2 separate regions of the Triticum aestivum genome follow, and region 2 is linked to region 1. A link is a contact called in public Hi-C data. All regions are on one chromosome and are shown on one strand. The core of a region is the stretch at or near the end of the contact, and the rest is flanking DNA. Distances in the headings are between cores, read along the strand shown.

Evidence for each region. A called contact is a pair of places that touch in the nucleus more often than the background predicts.
Region 2: a Hi-C map of leaf shows a contact between it and region 1, with 2.8 times the contacts expected there. The contact joins the promoter of LOC123065533 here to the promoter of LOC123070377 in region 1. A contact is called at or near these places in 2 of 5 Hi-C or Micro-C datasets (both in leaf).

Annotation. Positions count from the first base shown.
Region 1 is chr3B:462,887,342-462,894,363 of IWGSC CS RefSeq v2.1, reverse strand. It overlaps LOC123070377 (V-type proton ATPase subunit B 2), which reads left to right and starts at 1,911. Exons shown (of 15, transcript XM_044493571.1): 1 at 1,911-2,076; 2 at 2,957-3,036; 3 at 3,135-3,190; 4 at 3,263-3,361; 5 at 3,792-3,851; 6 at 4,056-4,167; 7 at 4,255-4,463; 8 at 5,291-5,419; 9 at 5,502-5,639; 10 at 6,244-6,394; 11 at 6,612-6,694. The coding sequence starts at 2,979.
Region 2 is chr3B:463,437,601-463,445,099 of IWGSC CS RefSeq v2.1, reverse strand. It overlaps LOC123065533 (pathogen-associated molecular patterns-induced protein A70-like), which reads left to right and starts at 5,962. Exons shown (of 1, transcript XM_044488792.1): 1 at 5,962-7,121. The coding sequence starts at 6,176. The coding sequence ends at 6,892.

The DNA of each region.
Region 1 (7,022 bases), core at 662-3,161:
GGTCAAGACATAAAGATCGATATATTGGAAGGCTATATTCGGACATCGGAAAGGTTCCGAGTGATTCTGGTATTTTTCGGAGTACCGGGGATTTACGAGAATTCACCGGGAGAAGTAATGGGCCTTATTGGGCTTTAGTGGAGAGAGGGGAGAAGGGCCAAGAGGTGGCGCGCGCCTCCCCCCTGCCCAAACTGAATTGGACAAGGGGTGGGGGCGCAGCCCCCTTTCCTTCTCCCTCTCTCTCTCTTTCCTTCTCTCCTACTCCGAATAGGAAAGGGAATCCTACTAGGACTTGGGAATCCTAGTAGGACTCCCTATGCTTGGCGCGCCCCCTAGGCCGCCCGCCTCCTCCCTCCCTCCTTTATATATGGGGGAGGGAAGCATCCCAAGGATACACAAGTTGATCAAGTTCATCTTTTAGCCGTGTGCGGTACCCCCCTCCACAGATTTCCACCTCGGTCATATCGTCGTAGTGCTTAGGCGAAACCCTGGCACCGGTAACTTCATCATCACCGTCACCACGCCGTCGTATTGACAGAACTCTCCCTCGGCCTCAGCTGGATCTAGAGTTCGAGGGACGTCACCGAGCTGAATGTGTGCAGATCGCGGAGGTGCCGTGCGTTTGGTACTTGATCGGTTGGATCGCGAAGATGTTCGACTACATCAACCGTGTTACATAATGCTTCCGCTTTTGGTCTACGAGGATACGTGGACACACTTTCCCCCGTTACTATGCATCACCTAGATAGATCTTGCATGATCATAGATTTTTTTTTTGAAATTACTGTGTTCCCCAACATATGGCATCCCAATTGATTTGCTAAATGGACCCTGCCCAAAGTTACTATCAGAGGACAACTTTGTGCAATAAATTGGGCCCTGTCATTTTTTTATGCAAGCATGTTGATCCTATTCCGGACTACACGTCAAAAGCTCTGTCGACATTCATAAAACAAAACCCCTTTATCCTCTTGCACCATGTATTCTTCATGGGCTACATTTTTTATTCAGGGCACCACACACCACATCATTGAACTGAAGAACTACACCAGGGTAATGAAATGTTCTTGGTCATCACGGTTGGCGGCAAAATTTATAGCAGTAGGTAGCCAAGACCCTAGGGTAAGGAAGTGTTCTTGGTCACCACCCCTGTAGATCTCGTCAAGGTTCACGTCGGTGCTTCTTTCGATGAAGACAATCTGAAGGGAACCATTGGAATTGTTGTCCGTGACAAGAAAGAAAAGTTTATTGTCGCAAAGGATTCAAATATAGCACTAGTTCATAATGTCCTACCAGCTCAAGCATTTGCGCTCAAGAAGGTTTGTTACTTGCCGAATCTTCGGGCTACGATAGAATTGTCGTCAGTTCACACATGGAGCTTATCAACATTTTGAATGAAGATACCCCAGAAGTGGGAATTGCGGCGACAATGTTTAATGATCACGACTGCTTCCGTTCCATAACTCTTGTCGTGGTTTATGTTCATGGTGCAATCATGCGGAGATAAATGCGATAAATGCTTGCTCGAAGACTATGAAGAGTGCTTTTATATCCATCCAGGAAGGCATGCCAATTTTGAAGCCCACAATTTGGATAAATTTGATTTACAGGATGCCATACTTAACTGATTGGGCCGTATGATCATGCACTGATTTCTGTAAACTTATTATATCAGTCAGTTAAAACTTGCCAGAGTTTTTCGGAAAAAAGAAAAGAAAAACCTGAATAGGCCTGAATCAAGAAGGAAGGAATCCTTTCCGGTCTTCCCGACAGCTCTGCTACACGTGGGCAACGTGACCCGCTCGACTTCTACTCCAGGAGCTTCCCCTCGGCGGGACCCACTCCAGCAGCTAGATCGCGTCGATCTGCACCGTCCACTACAACCTATCGCACCACGCGGACGGCCCAGATCTTACCAGATCCCGGATCAGAGAACGTCGCTAGACAAAGCCGCTAATCAAAATCAAATCGCATCGCCACAGCCCGGGGGAACGACACATCGTGGGCGATCCTTTGAAGCCCCCCACAGGCGACAGCCAAGCTCCGCCGCGGCCTGCGCTTCCGATCGAATCCGAGGTACGCGCCCGCTGCTCGGATCTCGCCCTCCACCCTCGTCCTCCTCCTCCGCGCTCGATCGGTTCGGCACGCTTAAGCTTGCGCGCGCGCTAGAGATTTGCTCATTTGAGTTGCTCGTAGGAACGAGCAGGCCGGTGGCACCGGGTTGCGATTCTGTGTTGCAAATCGGCTCCGCTGTGCGCAGGTTTTCAGGCTTTCGTACATTTTTCGCCCGGTTCTTTATCTTCCTCTTGTGCTCTGCTCGCGCCCGCGCGTGCAGTTTGTGATGTCTCTGGTCTGGAGTTCGGTCATCGGATCAACCGATGTAGAAGTATGTAGACTAGTCAACGACAAGGTGAGGGAGGGACGGATTTGTCAGGGTGTGTTGTCTCTAGGAACAACCAATGTAAGGCCGAGATTTTGCTAGCTTTTTGTGTTTGGTTTGGTGTTCTGAAACTGTGCCTTTTACTGAGCTCGGTGCGTAAAAACTATTTCTCATGTATGTGAAATTCGAGCTAGTGATGTCGAGTTAACCTTTGTTTCTGAAGTACCATTTTCCAGTAAGCGGCACTTCATAATTGGCTTCTATGTTCCCCATGTAATCGAAAGCTTAACTTTGTCAGGATATTGTTGATATTTTTTATTCAAACAGTATTATCTAGCTTATACTTCCCAGAGTACACGATTTAACTGACAGGTGTATTAGATCATGACTCCAGTGTTTTATATGCCCGACAGCTTTATTAATCAATTTCCCTAGAGCACTGTGTGAAATGAAAAGATACAACCGTCAATAAGCAATTTTACTAATTGAATTAGCATATGATAGTCTTCTAGGGATTTCTTTGGTTTGCAATGCATTTTGTTAACTTAGTCTACTCTGTTAATGTTGGTATATCAGGCTTCCTCTAGATTTCAAAAACATGGTGGTTGCAAATGGCAATGTCGACATGGAGGAAGGAACCCTTGAGATCGGGATGGGTATGGATTTTCTATTTATCTCCATATGAGTATCTTCACATCACTGATAATCTGGTAAAGATAATGCACACTTTCTAACAGTTCTCTTTGTATTGCAGAGTACAGGACAGTTTCTGGAGTTGCTGGTCCTCTTGTGATTCTTGATAAAGTGAAGGTATACTCATTTCACACTGTTTTTTCGTGATTTAATTGATAATATTTTTTGATCCTGAAGCTGTCATTTTAGGGGCCTAAATACCAAGAAATCGTCAACATACGATTGGGAGATGGCACAACTAGGCGTGGTCAGGTGCTTGAAGTTGATGGAGAGAAAGCTGTGGTTCAGGTATATATATTAGTGTGATAGTCATAGCGGCACGAAAAATGAAGAACACATTACTTTTGTTCAGAAGTTTTCAATTCATCGCCTATTGATGGGATCTTTTATTCAAATCTATTTATGGTATATTTTCATTGGAAACAGAGATGCCTTATATGGTTTATCTCATGTGTTAGAAAACCTCCAAAACTAAGATCATTTGCTGTCTGTAGTCATAACTTTCTTGGTCATACTGGAAACAATTATGCAATATTCCTATCACATTATCTCAATTTAAGCATCATTTGACAGTTAGTTGTCTTTGTCTTTTCATCGTCTTCAGTTCACCTCCGACATTGAGATGAATTCAAACTCCGATTATATGTGAATGTACAGTTTTTCCTTTTCTACCTGCCTTTCTTTCATTGTTCATGAAACTTGAGAAAATCACTCGCAGGTTTTTGAGGGAACTTCCGGTATTGACAACAAATATACAACTGTGCAATTCACTGGTGAGGTAATATTGATTTCCCCTGAGACTTGCGCTCACATGTAGCAGTTAAGATGCTCTTTTGCACTACTCATAAATTGGTGTCAATGGATATTTTTCTGTTTAATCGTCTACGGTTGAGTGGTCTTTGTGCTATTGCTTAAATTTTTTGAAAGAAAATTTGTTTGCATTTTTGCTCATTTATATCTCTTTTTTTTTTGCATTTTAAAGGTTCTAAAAACTCCAGTGTCACTGGATATGCTTGGACGCATTTTCAATGGTTCTGGGAAACCTATAGATAATGGCCCACCAATTTTACCAGAGGCATACCTGGATATTTCTGGTAAGAGTTAGCTGGGTTCAAATATGCAGAAGATTTCAGGCTACATACAATTTGATTCAGAATTGTTTTGTTATTAATCTCATACAGGAAGTTCTATCAATCCCAGCGAACGGACATACCCTGAAGAAATGATTCAGACTGGCATATCTACAATTGATGTCATGAATTCTATCGCTCGTGGTCAGAAGATCCCTCTGTTCTCCGCTGCAGGTCTGCCACACAATGAAATTGCTGCTCAGATTTGCCGTCAGGCTGGGCTAGTAAAGCGTAAAGAGAAGACTGATAATATCTTGGAGGTATATATAAAGCCAAAACAAGTATTTGATGCCCACAGTATTTATCTATTAAAATTATTTGGATAACTCTCAGAAGTAGCCAGAAATAATTATAATGAAGCTGAAGCTGAAATAACTAACTGTTGAGGGCTGTTTGCTCCATCAACCAGGCTTGTACACTGATATGTGAACTTTTCTATGGACCATCCAAACCTTTCTCCCCCGTACTAAAATGTTCTACACACACTCGAAGTGATTAGTTTTGGATGAGTTTGATGGGAAAAAAATATCTACCTAATATGGCATCACACGTTGTTGGCCCATTATTGTTCATTTATCATTCTGGGTGCTGTAGCCATCAATGCGTGATGCTTGCAGTAGGCAACTCTATATGTTAATCCGTATCCTCTTGGGATGGCCAGCGAATCATAGTTTACAACATGGACTTGCAATACATTGTTATTTTCTGTGGTCTTTGTTCTAACTTCGAAGAAGTAGGTACTTGTATTGTGTACAATCTTGGTCTGGTTTACATGGCGCAGTGATGAAGTACTCCCCACTTGTGCCAAGAGGTCTCTGCATTGCACTGTGCAGGGGTAAGGCTTGCCTCGTATAATTCTTCCCCATACCCCCACCTGGTGTGGGAGCTTCTAGCACTGTGCCTGTCATTGGTCTGGTTTACATGGCAAAGTTAAGTGTGCAAGTTATAATAATTATAATTTAATTAACAGTATCTATTAATTCGTATAATTCTCAGTTACATTGATTTATTCCGAACATCCTATCTAGTTTTTTCTCCATGCTAGATCATTAGTTTGACATTCACGCATCTGCTACAATTGTTGTAGAATGCCGAGGAGGACAATTTTGCTATTGTGTTTGCAGCTATGGGAGTAAACATGGAAACAGCACAATTTTTCAAGCGTGATTTCGAGGAGAATGGTTCAATGGAGAGAGTTACCTTATTTCTTAATCTGGTACATCTGCGTACCTTTTCCCCTCTCTTTTCTTTCCTTCACTTGTTGCTCTAAGGATTTTACCCCTTACTTTTGTTCATAGGCAAATGATCCTACCATCGAGCGTATTATTACTCCAAGAATTGCTCTCACCACAGCGGAATACTTGGCATATGAGTGTGGGAAGCATGTTCTTGTCATCCTGACTGACATGAGTTCATATGCAGATGCACTTCGTGAAGTAAGGGCTCTTACCTCCAGTAATATTTTCCTGGATTTTACTGTAGAAACATGTTGGAAATTGTCTCCCATCAACTGGAGTTACCACAGGATTTCTGTTAGCAACACATAACCCTGAATGCTTTTAATATCAAATCTTTTAACCTTCTCCAAGAAATCTCGACTTAGATATTTATTATAGAAAACTCAGATTTGCAGAGCCAAATTTATAACTGCCTTTGGGTAAACTGGCATATACTGTTAATTTATTATCAATAGGAGCTAAGTATTTACTATTGCAGGTAATACTAGTTTATACTTTTGTGTTATAAATTACTTGGTTAAGTTAGATTAACATACGATATTTAAGTAAGCACTCAGATAAAAAAAAGTATAAGCTATTGATAATTATGAATGACATCTTAGCAAAAAGAATTTTGCATGCAAAGACAATGTCATAGATAATTAAAATTCTGGTTACAGTGTTGGCTGAGGACAGTGGATATTTGTATGTAGTTCTTGTATGGTCTGGATTTAACTGATCCTTCAGTGTATTGTCCTGATTCATTCTCAGTTCCCTTACTCTATATGGACGCATATTTACCTCCTGCCTTTTTTCCTTTCAGGTCTCTGCTGCTCGAGAGGAAGTACCTGGAAGGCGTGGTTATCCTGGTTATATGTATACTGACTTGGCGACAATCTATGAGCGTGCTGGTCGTATAGAAGGAAGAAAAGGATCGATTACGCAGATACCTATTTTAACCATGCCTAATGATGGTCAGTTAATGATATATTCTTGCTTTTCTGCCAAATGTTTTATGACATGACATATTTTCTCTCCTACAATGTAACTATGTAAATTTGTAGAGTAGATTTAACTGAGGAAGAATAGTGTGAGACCTGTTCTATAATTATCACTCAAAACAAGCTACATTCATAAAATTTGTTCAGTATTCTGGCAAAAACAAGTTTTCTAACTTTTCTACTGTTGTAGATATTACCCATCCAACTCCTGACCTTACTGGTTACATCACCGAGGGGCAGATCTACATTGACAGGCAGCTACATAATCGGCAGGTATTGTACACTTTCCAGTTTTTTACTAAACTTTACAAATGATCTCTAAATGCCCACTAAACTTAGCATATGTTCTAAGGCTGTTATTTGGATTCCTGATCTGAACAAGAAAGGTGACTAGACTTAATATGGTCAATTGCAATGACCTCTTTTTTCTTTGGTGAGACAGGAGGCATACGTAGCACCTCTGTAGAACACTTCATTCTATGCAACGAATAATTTACCAGGCTCTTTAAATTGAGGATGCAGCTTGTTGCCTTCCCTTCAGAAAGAGAAAATAATACTTTGTCTGGAATAGTAACTTAGCAATAAAACGGAAAACCCTATA
Region 2 (7,499 bases), core at 4,713-7,212, 550 kb before region 1:
ATATTGTTGTGAGAAGTAAAAGAGTTATGCATGTAAAACATAGGATTTGAAAAACTGCCCGACACCCTAAACGGGGTATGGCTACTTCATTATATAGAAGTATCAAGGGGTACAATACAATGTATATACAGAAGCTACATATATATAGTCTAACATCCTTCCTTAATCTTAACTATGGCTTGAAGTACAAAGCAAGTTAAGATTGCGCCTACAGCCTACAAACTGTGGTTGTGGAAGAGGCTTCGTGAAGATGTCAGCAAGTTGATCCTTTGACGAGATGAACTTGATACAAAGTAGCTTCTGTGCAACGCGTTCTCGAACAAAATGATAGTCAACCTCAATGTGCTTCGTCCGAGCATGAAACACCGGATTAGATGAAAGATATGTAGCACCGATGTTGTCACACCAAAGAACTGGAGGACGAGCTGGAGCGACTCTCAACTCCCTTAATAGAGACTGTACCCATATGATCTCAGCAGTTGCATCAGCAACCGCTTTATACTCAGCTTCAGTACTGCTGCGAGACACTGTTGCTTGCTTGCAAGCATTCCAGGCGATCAAGTTAGAACGCAGGAATACTGCATAACCCCACGTGGATCGCCTGTCATCAGGACTACCAGCCCAATCTGCATCTGAAAAAGCTGAGAGCTCACAAGACGGCGCAGGCTGAAAAAGCAAACCATAGGAGGCAGTAAGACATATATAACGCAAAATACGCTTCACAGCTGACCAATGGGACGTCCTGGGTGCATGAAGGTACTGACACACACGGTTGACTGCATAAGAGATATTCGGCCTGGTAATAGTAAGGTATTGCAGACCACCAACGAGAATGCGATACTCTGTAGCATCATCAGGTGAAAGAAGGTCTCCATCAAGAGTAGATAGCTGATCAGTGGTAGACATCAGAGTGATATCATGTTTGCATTTTAGTTCCAGCACGCAACAAGTCCAAAGAATACTTCTTCTGAGTAAGAGTCAACCCAACAGAAGACCGTGAAACCTCCAGACCAAGGAAAAAATGCAGAGCACCTAAATCCTTGACAACAAAGTCACCACTCAAGGCAGTCACAAGACGATCAGCAGTAGCGTCGGAGGAACTGATGAGGATGATATCATCAACATAAACCAATAGATACATCGTAACCCCAGGACATTGAAGGAGAAACAGGGACGTGTCAGCAGTGGAGGGAGTAAACCCAAGAGCACGGAGAACAGAACCGAGGCGGGCATGCCACGCACGAGGAGTCTGTTTGAGTCCATACAGTGCCTTAACCAGACGACAGAGATGATGAGGACATGCAGGATCAACAAAACCAGGCGGCTGACGCATATAAACCTCCTCCTCCAGAATGCCATGTAGGAAAGCGTTCTATACATCGAGCTGACGAAGAAACCATCCGCAAGTAACAACGAGAGACAGCAGCAGACGAATGGTAGTAGGCTTAATAACTAGACTGAACGTGTCTTCATAATCAAGACCATACCTTTGTCTGAAACCCTTAGCGACTAGCCGCGCCTTGTAGCGTTCTATAGAACCATCAACACGTCTCTTGACTTTAAAAACCCACTTGGAATCAATTACGTTGACGCCAGACACTGGAGGAACAAGTTGCCAAGTATTATTTTTTTGTAAAGCCTGAAACTCCTGTTCCATTGCAGCACGCCAGTGAGGAATGCTCAGTGCAGCCTGTAAGTGACGAGGCTCTGCAGTCGGGTCGGCAACAGTATGAGCCATGCAAGCAGCGAGCCATGCGACAGTCCCATCCTTTCGTTCCTTTGGACGAAAAATACCAGATTGACTGCGTGTTCGAGGACGAAGGGCAACTGCAATAGGCTGTGATGGCAACGCCGGGTTCGGCACATGTGACAGCCACGAGGCTAAGGCACCCAACGATCTCGCGCTAGAACTCCCTAGCGCCGGGGAGGCCGGTGGCGTCGAGCTGGGCGAGGCCAGCCCACTGGAGGCCGAGACGGGACCTGCCGGTGCAGGCGACTAGACCTCTGGGCCAGGCGAAGCGGCAATTGGCCCAGGCGGAGGGACCACCAGGTCTGGCGAGGTCGTCGTCGGGCCGGGCGAGGCGGCAACCGGCCTAGGCGAGGCGACCAGCAGGTCGAGCGAGGCCATCGTCGGGTCGGGCGAGACCAGCGCCCGCGGGGCAGCCTCCACGGGCGGAGTGGTGGCGGGTTGACGGGCGCCACCCGACATGCATGGCCCATGCATGGGTGCAACGTCCCGGTCACGAGCTTCATCCGTCGCTTGTTCATCGAGGAGCTCGAGGCGAGGGACGCGTCCAATACCTGCAACATGATTAGGAAGCAACACAGGAGCATATGCAACATCCACAAATTGACCAGGCGAAGGTATGGACGTGTGAACAAGTGGTGTAGGAGTGGTAGAGTTCGCCGGAAGTGCACGAAAGGGGAACACATTTTCATCAAATACAACTTCATGAGATATGTAGACGCGATTTGTGGGAACATGTAGTCACTTATACCCTTTGTGAAGGGAACTATACCCGAGAAAAACACATTTCTTAGACCGGAACTTTAGCTTATGCTTGTTATACGGACGTAGGTGAGGCCAACACGCACACCCGAACACCTTGAGGAATGTGTAGTCTGGAAGTTCATTGAGCAAGAGTTCAAGCGGGGTTTGCATTTTCAGAAGTCATAAGGGAAGCCTATTTATCAAAAAACAGGTTGTGGAAAAAGCATCACTCCAGAACCGGAACGGAACGGAGGCATGAGCGAGCAAGGTAATGCCAGTTTCTACAAGGTGACGATGCTTACGTTTAGTGGTTCCATTCTACTGATGTGTATGAGGACAAGACACACGATGCGAAATCCCAAGTTTGTTAAAAAACAAGTTGAGGTTGTGGTATTCACCCCCCAATCGGATTGAACATGAATGATTTTCTGCTTAAGGAGACACTCAATGTGTGCTTGAAACTAAATGAAAACATCGAACACATCAGACTTGCACTTAATAAGATACAGCCAAGTAAACCGACTATAAGCATCAATAAAACTGACATAATAATTGTGACCACTAACAGATGTTTGGGCATGACCCCATATATCAGAAAACACAAGCTCAAGAGTATGTTTCACAACACGACTAGACTCTGAAAACGGAAGTTGACGACTCTTGCCCTACTGATAGGCATCACAGATAGTTTCAGCAGTTTTATTGGACACAACTAGTAGTTCATGCCGATGCAACACATGACGAACTATAGAAGCAACAGGGTGACCAAGGCGCGCATGCCAGTGCGTAGGTGACACACGAACACCGCTGAACACCTGAGGAGAAGACTGCATGGAAGGTGTGGGCGGCGAGTCAAGTGCATATAGGCCATGGCGAAGACGACCGCTAAGCAGAACGTCCCTCGTGTACCGGTCCTTGATAAAGAAACAAAAAGGATGAAACTCAGCAAGGACATTATCATCATGAGTAAGTTGAGGAATAGACAAGAAACTATGCGTAGCAGAGGGAACTCGAAGAACGTTTGAAAGATGCAGTTTGCGAAAATTGCATGCAAGGAGAGAGGCCTGACCAACATGGGAGATGCGCATACCTGCTCCATTGGCCGTGTGCACCTGATCATGGCCACGATATGGTTCCTGAGTAGAGAGCTTGCCCGTCTCGCTGGCGAGGTGGTTGGTAGCTCCCGTGTCCATATACCACGTAGGATCAATGGAGTAGGACGGAGTGTGGCCGTGATCATGACTCATCACCGCGGCAGCAACCTGCTTATCATTCCCTTTGCCATTGTTTCCTAGGCCTAGAAAATCTTGCTTGAAGCGACGATGACAGCGGGAGGTAATGTGGCGCTCAATACCACACAACTGCTTGCTGAGCACCGCAACAGGGACAACACACAACCGGACGGTTGCCGCCGGTGATGGAAGGCACCGCACCCTGCGGAGCCGACTGAGGCGAGGCCGCTGTTTTACCACCAAGCGGCAACGGCTTCTGGGGTTTGCCGCGAGTCGCGGCGTTGGCGGAGGCGAAGCTCGGGGAGACACGACGCGCCTTGATGCGCTGTTCACGGTCGAGAAGGCGCGCATAGAGCTCGCGAGGCGGGAGCGGATCATCACGACCATGGACGTTCTCAATGAGATTGTCATAGTCATCATCAAGCCCGTTAAGCACAAAGCTGGTGAAGTCCTCATCCTGAAGCGGCTGACCAACGGAGGCCAACGTGTCAACGAGGCCGGTCATCTTGTTAAAGTAGTCCGTGATGCTGAGGTTGCCAAGCTTGGTCTCGCCCAGCTCGGTGCGTATAGAATGAGCATGCGCCTGAGACTGGGAGGCAAAGCTAGCGTGAAGCGCCGCCCACGCCTCCCGGGACGTAGCGGCGAAGATGACCAACGACAAAACGCTCGGAGTGAGCGAAGACTGGATAGCGGAGAGGATGGCCTGATCCTGGGCCACCCATGTGTGGTACGCCGGATGATGAGGAGGCGGACACGGAATGGATCCGTCAAGATAGCCCTCCAAGTAGCGGCTCCGCAGAAGAGGCAACACCTGAGCACGCCACGACAAGTAGTTGTCCGGCGCAAGCTTCACGGGCAGCAGATGCGAGAAGTAAAACGGCGACGACACTGCCGCCTGATCAGCATGAGCGTGCGTCAGTGCGTAAAGGCCCATCGACGGAGCCGTCTCGCAATGAGCAGCAGGCACCGAATATGGTGGGTAGGGGCCAGGGGAACCAGCCGCTAGGGCGCCGTAGTTCGTCGCGACCGGGGCCCCATACGGCGAGGCGGCCGCGGCCCCATGGGGCGGCTACGATGGCGCCGGGTAGAGTTGAGGTGGCAGCGCCGTGTAGGGGTGCCGCGGAGGCGCCGAGTAGGGTTGCGGCGGCGGCGCACCGTAGGGTTGCCGAGGGGGCGGCACGCCGTAGGGCGGCACCGGCCAGGACGACGGCGGCGGCGGTCCACCATGGGCCGACGCAGGGGCGCCACACGAAGGAGGGCCGACGCCGTAGGTCGACGCAGGAGGAGCACCATAGGGCGCTGCGATCTCCGTCGAGGCAGCGGGATCACCGTGGACACCCAATCCAATCAGGGACCCTGGCGGCGGCAGGGCACCATAGGCCGCCACAAGGGGCCGCGAGGCGAGGAACGACGATGTAGGAGAAGGGCCGGCGCAACGGGCGCGACGGCGGCGCCGGTGGAGGCAGCGAAAGGCATCATAACCTAAACTGATACCATGTAAAACATAGGATTTGGAAAACTGGCCGAAACCTTAAACGGGGTGTGGCTATCTCATTATATAGAATACCAAGGGGTACAATATAATGTATATACAGAGGCTACATACATATAGTCTAACAATGCATATGTTGATCTGTACTGGAATCAGTCGACTCTTTGAAAATAGTCAATCTAGCTCAGAGGGTGTTTGGATACTTTCTAGTCATGTGACTAGTAGTAGTCAGACTAGAAGTTTTTAGTCAGGTCCTGTTTGGAAGGTGACTACTACTAGTCAACATTAAATGTCTCAGTATTAAATGTCCCTTGTGCAACACCAATTAGAGAAGAGAGAGGGGGACTTTAGTCAGTAAAAGTCAGGGGTGTTTGAAGGTTTACTGACTAAAGGTGACTACTACTAGTCTCTAGTCAGTAAAAGTTAGGGGTGAGGTGACTAGGGACTAAATTAGTTTTAGTCACCCACTAGTTAGGAGTGTTTGGAGGTTTACTGACTAAAGGTGACTACTACTAGTCACTAGTCTCTAGTTTCTAATGATCCAAACATCCTCTCAATGATCGGGAGATGTGGATTGACGAGCTAGAGTGCTATGATGAAACGCAAGGGGCGACGCGATGCTCAATGGTGGGCCACAGCAGCTTGCATTGAATTTAGCTCATGGGTCTAGGGATCTCCAACCTGGCACGGTCCATGGTCGGCTACGGGTGCACGAGGAGGCGGCATTCTTGTACACACGGTTTCTCCCTCCCGAGCAGGCATTCCCACGCTCCACCACCGGGCACCGGCCTCCGCGCGCCGCGTGGCCTCCGACTTCTCCTCGTATATGTATTCCCTCGCCGGGCAGCCAAGCAGGCAAACGAAGCATCAACACACCGACGTCTCCTACCTGGCTTGGCTACCTCCGCACCAGTTCGCTCGTCTCCTCACCGATCCTCGCCGCGGCGCCAGCTCTGCTACATGGACGCCCCGGACGTGACGCCGGCGTGGTCTCTGGTCCGCGGCTACTTCTCCCCTGCGACGCTCTTCCTCCTCCTCAACGTCGTCATCGGCACCATCGCGCTCACCTCCCGCTTCCACCGCCGCCGCCACGACCACCACGGCGACGACGACCGCCACCACCAGCAGCACCAGCACAAGGACCACGACGACCGGTACGCCCCTCCCCCACCTCCGGCCCCGCTGGCGCGCACGTCGTCCGTGATGGAGCGCCTGCGCTCCCTCGGCCTCTACCGCTTCCGCTCCGGCGACTTCCCTCCCGAGTACAACTACAACCACTCCGCGGCCGGCAACGTCGGAGGCGACGACGACGAGGGCAGCACGCAGCAGTACAGCAGGAGCCGGTCTGAGCCGGCCGCGAGGAAGCCGGCGAGCAAGACGGGCAACGAGGCGGAGAAGGCGGCCAGGGCGAAGGTGGCGAAGAAGCCGGTCACGGAGGTGAGGAGGCTGGAGCGCGCCCCGGTGCCGGCGCCGGCACGGCTGGTGCAACGCGCGCCGAGGGCTCCTGCGGCTCGCGCGGTGCTGACGGAGGCGAGGCGGCAGGACGCAGGGGCGCCGGAGGCCGCGTGCGTGGACGAGAGGGCGGACGACTTCATCAACAAGTTCCGGCAGCAGCTGCAGCTGCAGAGGCTCAACTCGCTGCTCAACTACAAGGAGATGCTCAACCGCGGCGCGTAGCCTCCCGCCCGCCCGGTCGCCGGCACGCGGAGCAGATGCAGATCAGCTTGTGCGGGGTTCGATCTTCGATTAGCTACTAGCTAGTGGTCTTGCCGTCTGTTCATTGGATTGTTGACTTGTTGTGTAGTTGTGCCGTGTATGAGTCGCTGCAGGTTAATTTGGATCCTGCTAACGTTACAGAAGAAGCTTCCATTTCCTCTCTTAGATCCGTTTGTCCGGTTAATCTAAACAAAACTCGTACGTATACATGGGAATGGAGGCGTGGGAGAAGAGCAAAGAATCCAACTGCTCCAGCCTGTTTGTGTGATTTCCTACGATGAACACGCCAATTCGCATATTTCAAAAAGCAAAACGTAAAATATAGGACATCTTGCAAAAAGGAGCCTGGGTGAGGGACGAAAAGAAGCCCGCTTGTATTTGCCAACTCTTGCATAACTAGGCCGAGATTCCATCCTCCCATGACTGGGAAAAGAAGCCCGCAGTTATTCAGTGGACTTTATTATTTTTGAAAGCTTTGCCTCATTTCATTAATAAAGAAAAAAATTATTCCGTTATTTACGGAAAATCGGACAGAAACCGCTACAACACAGGAAGGGGCACCACCAGC